Linked DNA regions of Zea mays: region 2 is linked to region 1. Evidence: chromatin contacts called from public Hi-C data. All regions are on one chromosome and are shown on one strand. Each heading gives the region's core, a stretch centred on a gene start, on an enhancer-like site or on the middle of the called end of the contact. The rest is flanking DNA. Distances are from core to core; before and after follow the strand shown. Region 1 has its middle 34 kb from the start of LOC100136880. Region 2 holds the start of LOC100136880 (respiratory burst oxidase-like protein D).

What was found. Hi-C and Micro-C count contacts between places; a contact is called where the count stands out from the background.
Region 2: a contact with region 1 is called in a Hi-C map of endosperm, with 4 times the contacts expected there. The contact joins the promoter of LOC100136880 here to the enhancer-like site in region 1. A contact is called at or near these places in 9 of 25 Hi-C or Micro-C datasets (bundle sheath, ear, endosperm and 2 more).

What each region holds. Positions count from the first base shown.
Region 1 is chr4:197,852,901-197,857,130 of Zm-B73-REFERENCE-NAM-5.0, forward strand. No RefSeq gene overlaps it. Among protein-coding and RNA genes, the nearest start is that of LOC100136880, 34 kb to the right of the region's middle. Within about 2 kb of position 1,676, at least 19 of the 20 cell types and tissues checked have an H3K27ac peak or open chromatin away from gene starts, as enhancers often do. A contact at or near this core is called in bundle sheath, ear, endosperm and 2 more, where this site is marked.
Region 2 is chr4:197,886,900-197,891,139 of Zm-B73-REFERENCE-NAM-5.0, forward strand. LOC100136880 (respiratory burst oxidase-like protein D) reads left to right here and starts at 2,528. Exons shown (of 8, transcript NM_001164287.1): 1 at 2,528-3,234; 2 at 3,378-3,534; 3 at 3,625-3,673; 4 at 3,791-4,240. The coding sequence starts at 2,604.

The DNA.
Region 1 (4,230 bases), core at 426-2,925:
GTAAAAAGAACACCGTGGTATTCAAGTTGATCATTGGATCACTTGAGAGGAGTTGAGTGCAACTCTCGTCCGTTGGGACGCCACAACGTGGAGTAGGCAAGTTTTGTACTTGGCCGAACCACGGGATAAACCACTGTGCCATCTCTGTGTTGATCTCTTTGTGGTTATCGTGTTGTGCAAGTTCTCCTCTCTAGCCACTTGGCTTAATTGTGCTAACTCCTAATCAAGTTTTGTGGCATTAAGTTTCAAGTTTTTACAGGATCACCTATTCACCCCCTCTAGGTGCTCTCAGTTAGTTTGACAAACAATTTGTTTGAATAGTGGGCATGCATGTAAACACTGTCGTTATTAATAATGTCTTCTTTTTCTTTAGAATCCAAACCCGTTACATGACTTCGTCAACGAGTTTTTCGCTTCTGAAGGTAGTGTTCACAACTCCAACGACCCCGATATGTGATGGTGTTAGTTTTGTGCCGAATTGTGTGTTGTAATGGACTATTTGTGAACTTTATGTTGTATGGACTGTTTGTGAACTCGGATGTTGTAATGGACTCCAATTTTATGTTGTGGACTATTTGTGAATTGTGGATTTAATGTTTATGTATTGTGGATGTTGTATGGACTGTCATTTTATGTTGTGGTTATATTGTTGATGAATTTGCTGTTATTTTTTGCATTTTTTTTCAAAATTTTTTGCTCTAAAATTTTTTGCGGCCTTCCCTGGCCGCCGAATATAAAGAATACTATTTTCGGCAAGCGTGGATTTTCGGCGGCCAGGAGGCGAGCCGCCGAAAGTTGACTATTTTTGGCGGCCAGGTAGTAGCCGCCGAAAATAACACTTTACTTTCGACGGTTGTCTGCTAGCCGCCGAAAGTAAGTTATTTTCGGCGGCTGGACTCTGGCCGCCGAAAATATAGCCTTATTTTCGGCTAATTTTTTCTGGCGGCCAGTAACCGCCGAAAATAAGCCTAAGGCCGCCGAAAATGACTGTAGCTCTTATAGTGGACAGGCGTGCAGCGGGTTAATTTGAAATAGATGTGAGAGATTATTTGTAAAAAGATGACGCGAAAGAACCGTTGAAACTGGTGCTTTAATATAATAGAAAATTCATGTATAATTGTGTACATTGTATATTTGCGTTCCTTCGGATTGTGTACGCTGTATATTTGGGTTCCTTCGGATTAGGTAAAGTTTAGCGATAAAACGGAGAGAATATTTTGTATTTTTTTTAAAAAAAGTTTTACATGCGATTTATTGGTATTAAGCCATCTCTGAAAAAAAACTAGATCAGGTCTTGCCCGAGCAAATATATTTACAATAAACAGTGAGCCGTCAGCTCCTGCAGACGCGCGTTAGTGAAACGCACAGTTTTTTTATTGGTGAAAGTTAGAAATTACGTCAGTAAAGGCGCGTGTTTATTAGGACCGTCAACAACGAAGATTTTCTTTACGATCGAGTGAAATCACCATCTGCCCTCTATATTTCGTAAAAAAAAAAGAGAAGGTGCCACGTACTCCACTGTATACATATCCGTCGGTATCACCAATCACGTCACGGATGTGGTGCACACAGAATCCGCCAGACCGCCACACACGACACGCCCACACTACTACGGCGCGGCCAGCTCGTCGGAACTACTATTACGTACGTGCACGCTGAATTCACCTGCGCGGAACCGCCCGCTGCTACCCTACCTGGTCAGACGTACGGCGTTGCATTGCATTCATCGTTCCACCACCTACCACGCCTAGACTAGGCTGTTTGGTTTGATGGCTAACTTATCACACTTTGCCTAACTTTTGTGTCTAAGGTTAGTTCTTTAATTCGAACGACTAACCTTAGGCAAAGTATGACACATTTAGCCACGAACAAACAGCCTCTATGTCAACGTCGCGTGTGCCGTCGCGTGCGCCGCAGCGTAGGTGCGGACCCAGCAGCTAGCCCGTACGTGGCCGTCGACGTCTGCCGGTTGCCGGATTCCGTTTCGAGTTCGTAGTGCAGCTAGCCGGCCGCCCGCCGCGCCTCGGCCAGTGACCGCCTAACTAGCTTCCACCAATCCGTGGCTGGAGTTCCCTGACGAGTGAGAGACCGTGACGCTCATCCTCCATCTCCAGGTCTGAACAGCAGGAAACGATAACGACGAAGCCTTGGCGCGCGACAGATCGGTCCCGCGCGTATCCGTGCAGCTAGCGCCAGCAGCGCAGCAGATGGAACGCACTAAAGCGACGCCTGCTGCCTGCCCAGCCGGTCAAGGCCGTTGGCATTTTGGCAGCGCGTGCCACGCGTGCACGGGGTACGATGTCGCCGGAGAGCTCGATCGCGGCCGACGGCGGCACAGCTAGCACGGCGACCCGCCGTGTACGTACGGACTGGTTAGCTAGCTGGGCCGGGTGTCTGTCACGTCGGTGCACAGAATTTTCGAAGTTTTCTAGTTTTGCTTTCTCACTTTTTTCGATCTTGTGCTTTTTAAACATTTGACTCCTTTGAGAGGATTTGACTTAAAGATTGATTGGTGGTGAACTCCTCATACCACTGCATACACCTAGTTGTTGCAGATTTTGGTTGCGATTTGAGAAAAACTCAGTTTCAACTCGTTCTAAAAAAACTCCCAACAAATTAAAACATGAATTTCTTGCTGTATTTTTAAATCTACGGTTGATTCACAAGTCCGATTGAGCTCAAAATTTGTGGAGATCTTGAAAAACATATTTGCTCAGATATATGTAAAATTTCATCTCAATCGGAGTTCGTTTGTTTCGGTTTTGAATTTAAAAACAGAATTTCGTACTGCTGAAAACAACACTTGCTCGTGATACTGTTTTAGACCATTTCGGACTTTTCGGTGTCCAATTTGCGATCTGTTTGTTTTGCTGGTCACATGTGAGTATTAGGAACATTTTGTAATCATGAGATCACTATTTCGCTGATATGTTCTTGGTTTGAGCACTTGCTTTATCTCAATTGAAGTGAAGTGTTCATTTTCAGTGTTTGGAAGCAAAATCTGATTAGATCCCCATTCACCCCCCTCTGGTCGCCTCACCGGTCCTACAATATCTATACATGGCCTGATGATCATAGTATAATAAAGTAAACATTGTTTTGTCGTGTATGAAGATATACTTGATGTATATCTGTGCGGAATTCACCTCTATGTCGTGTACAGTATGGCCAACAGATTACATCACCACATAACAAACATCAGCGAACTGAATTCACCAGGGAACAAAACAAACTAGGAGAAACAAAACAGACTTTGACAACATTTAAATAGCAGTGATCCTATTCGTAAATCTCCAACAAAAACGGGCGAATATTTGGATAGACGTCTCCTATCGCCAAAATGCCACCTTTATTAAATCCTCTTCGTCCTTATGAAGTTTAGCCTAAAGTCTAAGCCAATGCGTCATTCGAAACATCAGCAAATAAGTAACCATAGAGAATTTGTCAAAAACTAAATCATTCCTACTAGTTCAGATAGCCCAATGTAATATTGCGACACCTGTAAAAATTATATTTTTTTATTTTTGATGTTACCCCTAAAAGTCAAGATCCAAAAACATGTTTCACTGATCTAGGTATTCTGAGGCCAAAACAACAGTGAGTGAGCCTCCAACAGAATCGAGCAAAATCACACTTAAAAAACAAGTGTTGTATGGACTCATCTGAATCACAAAACACACATTTTTATTGACATGCCAATTACGCCTAGCTAGGTTATATTTTGTTAAAATAACCCCTCTGAGTATGTACCACAAAAAACATTTATCTCCAATGGTACTTTAAGATTCCACAAAGGTTTGTGATAAAAAACCTTGACAATATTCATTAAAAACTATACATGGACTTAACAGAAAATTGTTCTGAAGGTAATAAATTCCATTTGAAAATATCATTCTCTTCACTAAGTTGAATATGAGCAATACTTGCAACCAGCGTATTCCAATTCCTTAAATTTTCCCCACCAAAGATCTTCGAAAAGAAATTTGTAAAGGAACACTAGCAAATACACATGCTACCAAACACTCTTCCTACAAACAATGTTATATAAAGAGGGGTATTTAAACATCAAAGGTTGTCTATCTAGCCATGTATCTTCCCAGAATCTAATTTGCTTCCCATCCTTTAGGATAAAGGAACCAATACTAAAGAAAGAATCCTTCATAAAAACATTGACAATATTTGACAATATTTGCTTCCCTCTGAGTATGTACCACATAAAAACCTTTATCT
Region 2 (4,240 bases), core at 1,278-3,777, 35 kb after region 1:
GTTAGGACAATCATGAGGATTATGGAGAATGTGTATGATGGGTATAAGATAACATATGGTAAAGCTTGGATGGCTAAGCAGTGTGCATGGAAGATGATATATGGGGACTGGGAGTCTGGGTACAAGCAACTACCTGTTCTTCTATATGCAATGAAGGCGGTTAATCCAAGCATGCATTATGAGTACATCCCTAAACCAAATGCATGGATTGATGGGAGGCATATATTCTTCCGTGCGTTCTAGTGCTTTCCCCAGTGTGTGGATGCCTTCAGGCATTGTCGTCCTATCTTTTCAATTGATGACATGTTTCTTCTTGGCAAGTACCAGGGCACGCTTCTAATTGCCATATCCGGTGATGCGAACAACAAGCTAGTTCCCCTGGCATTTGCTCTGGTTGAGAAAGAGAACAAAGATAGTTTGGGGTGGTTTTTGCGAATGGTCCGGATACATGTGGTTGGTCCAGGACAGGAAGTTGGTGTAATATCAGATCAGCACCAGGGAATACTCAATGCGGTCCGTGAGCAGATCGATGGGTACCCTCCTTTGCATCACCGCTGGTGTACTCGACACCTTGCTGAGAATCTTCTGCACAAGGATGGTGTGAAGGATAACTTTGAGCTTTTCCAGAAGACATGTCACCAGCTGGAAGACAAGTTCTTTAGGGAAAAGTTAGATAAGCTCAAAGTCGCAACAAATGTCGAAGGCAGAGATTGGTTGACTCGATTGATACCAGATTTGGAGAAGTGGACGAGAGCTCACGACTTAGGTGGATGGAGATATGAGTTCCAATGTAGTAACACGGCCGAGTCATTCAACAAATTATTGTTGGGCATACGTGGTATGCCGGTCACTGCTATAGTATCGTTTACCTTTTGCAACCACCTAATAACTAACTGCTAAATAACTATTAATTAATAACAAAGAACTAATTATACTTAAAATGACAAATTTAATACCTCGACTGCCGGGGGCGGGGCAGGGCGGCCTCGGTCGGGCAGGCCGGGTGCGGAGGCGGTGGGCCGGCGAATGGGCGGCGCGGGCCGACCGGGAGCGGGGCGGAGGGAGAGGCGGCGAAGGGGGAGGCGGTGGAGAGGCGGCCGGGCCGACCGGGTGCGGCGGGGGAGGCGCGGCGTGGGCGGAGATGACGAGGAAGAAGAGACTGAGAAAATTGCTGGACGCCGGTTTAAAGGGGGTCGGCGCCATAGATCTTGCCGCCGACCCCCTGACACGTGTCAACGTCGTTCAGGGGTCGACGCTCACCCCTAAACCTCTGCCACATCCGCCTGCCACGTAGGCATGTTTGGCGGCTTGGCGCCAATGTTAGTTGCGCCGCTTTGCGTTAGCTCGACGCCAATGATGATGACATCGAGGTTGGAGTCCATTTTTAAAAATGAAACTGCAAAGGACATATCTGTGCAAAAAAACACAAAAAATGGCTAAATTGTAAACAAAAAACGGGGATGTTTCCCGCTGGCTTGGCTCGCGCGCTTTGAGTTTCGATCTGACCAGATTCTCGGAACGCAACTAACCAAACAAACACTGGTTTACGGATGGATGGATGTAATTGCAGGTCCAGGGAAACCAACCAAACGACTGATTCTGCACACGTGTGGACGGTCCGTGTCGCTACGGCGAATAATCCGGACAATTTTGATACTCAACAAATGAGACATTATATTGTAAGAGAAAATTACGTGTGGACACAAACATGATCGTAATCGTTGGACTTTGCAAGGAGAGGAGGGTCTTATGTATAACGTATGTGGTTAAGCCGTCACCAACGTCAATGTTTACAGGGTATGAACGTAGACACTATTAAGGCCGGGTTTTTTTTTCCGTGGAAATCGCATTTTCCTTTCCGTGCCCAAATGCAGGCAGAGCCGTTAATCCATCGGAGGCAAGACAAAAGTCGGAGGTCTGGTTCCGTGTCCATACGCAGCAGAGACAGGGCAGCGGAGAGGTGAGCAGCAGCCAGCCAGCCAGCAGGCACGCGCTCACGTCGGACGCGGACACGTACGTTACTACTAGATACGCACCGCGCCGCATACGACACACCGCGTGCGTACAACGGCGGACCCTGTCGAGACGGAGGCCGGCCGGCGGGGCCCCAGCGCCCGAACCGGCCACGGGGGATATTGGGTTGGGCGAAGACGAGGCGAGGAGGATTTGGACTTTTGGAGGAAGCAGCAGCCGCAATGTTTTCCGCGTCAGCCGTCTCTTGACCCCGCGATTTTTCTCCCGTGCTCCGTCACCAAGAGCACACCACACCTCTGTTCCCAGTTTCCCACAACAACCTCGCCCCATTCCGTCCCGTCCCCACCACACTGCTCGGCGGCGGCGGCGCCAGCGCCAGCGACGACGACTAGTAAAACGTAACGCGCGCCCTGACCCAGTCCCGATACGGGCTATAAAGCTCACCGCCCCTCCGTCCCCTCCTCGCAAACGCAACGTCCGTCCCTGGGCCTCCCGTTCCCCGTTCCTCCTCCCTGACTCCCTCCCACGCTGCACCGGCCCCCCTCCGCACAAGCGTTTCGTTCGTTCCTTCGTAACCTCCGTATCAGCAGCTGACGCAAAGAGCTAGAGCTGCCGGTGTGCCGGTCGCCATGCATAACCCCAGGCCGGGCGGCGGGGACATCGTCGAGATGTCGTCGTCCGCCACCGCCGAGGGGCGGGTGATCCCGCACAGCGGCCCGCTGAGCAAGAAGTCGGGCGCCCGGAAGAGCGCGCGGTTCGCGGAGTCCGTGTCGGCGCCGCTGTCCGCGCCGCCGCCGCGCGCCTCCGCCAACAACAACAACAACAACGACGACGACGACTACGTGGAGATCACCCTCGACGTGCGCGACGACTCGGTGGCGGTGCACAGCGTCAAGCCCGCCCACGGCGGCGGCGCCGGCGCCGGCGCCGGCGCGGGCGGCGACGACCCGGACGTGACGCTGCTGGCGCGCACGCTCGAGAGCCGGCGCTCCTCGTCCTACGGCCACTCCGTCATCCGGAACGCCTCGTCGCGGATCAAGCAGGTGTCGCAGGAGCTCCGCCGCATCGCCTCCATCAACCGCCGCGGCGCCGCGGGGCCCCGGATCGACCGCTCCAAGTCCGCCGCCGCGCACGCGCTCAAGGGGCTCAAGTTCATCAGCAAGGCCGAGGGCGCCGCCGGATGGGAGGCCGTCGAGAGGCGCTTCGACAAGCTCGCCGAGAACGGCCTCCTCCACCGGTCCAAGTTCGGCCAGTGCATCGGTGAGTGAGTGCCTGAGTGGTCGGAGCCAGGAGAATTGGTCGAGCGAGCATCTTTCGATCGAGCGTTTCCATCGGCTTTTTGTCTTTGTCGCGTGTTGATTACGATATATGATGGGTATATGAACACCACTGTCTGTCTACAGGGATGAAGGAGCCGGAGTTCGCCGGCGAGCTGTTCGACGCGCTGTCGCGGCGCCGCAACATCTCCGGCGACAGCATCAGCAAGGCGGAGCTGCTCGAGTTCTGGGACCAAATCTCCGACACCAGCTTCGACGGCCGGCTGCAGACGTTCTTCGACATGTACGATTGATTCACTGCATGTTGCTGCTACTAGCCTTTCTCCACCACACACAGCAAGTAATAATACCATCGATCGGTTTGCCCCTGCAGGGTGGACAAGGACGCCGACGGAAGGATCACCGAGGAGGAGGTCAAAGAGGTAACTCCGTCAACAGCCTTTCTCCAGTTGGTTAAGCCGTCGCCGTCGCCGTCGCCGTGGCCCCAAGCTAGAACAGAAATCCAAATAACCAAATGCTTCTTCCTCTCCCGGCCGCAGATCATCACGCTGAGCGCGTCGGCGAACAAGCTTTCGAAGATCACGGATCAGGCGGAGGAGTACGCCCGGCTGATCATGGAGGAGCTGGACCCGGGCAACCTGGGCTACATCGAGCTGTACAACCTGGAGATGCTGCTCCTGCAGGCGCCGAGCCAGTCGGTGCGCATCGGCACGACCAACAGCCGGAACCTGAGCCAGATGCTGAGCCAGAGCCTCCGTCCGACGGCGGAGCCGAACCCTCTCCGGCGGTGGTACCGGCGCGCGCAGTACTTCCTGGAGGACAACTGGCGGCGCGTGTGGGTGATGCTTCTGTGGCTGTGCATCTGCGCGGGGCTGTTCGCCTGGAAGTTCATCCAGTACCGGCAGCGCTACGTGTTCCAGGTGATGGGGTACTGCGTGTGCGTGGCCAAGGGCGGCGCGGAGACGCTCAAGTTCAACATGGCGCTGATC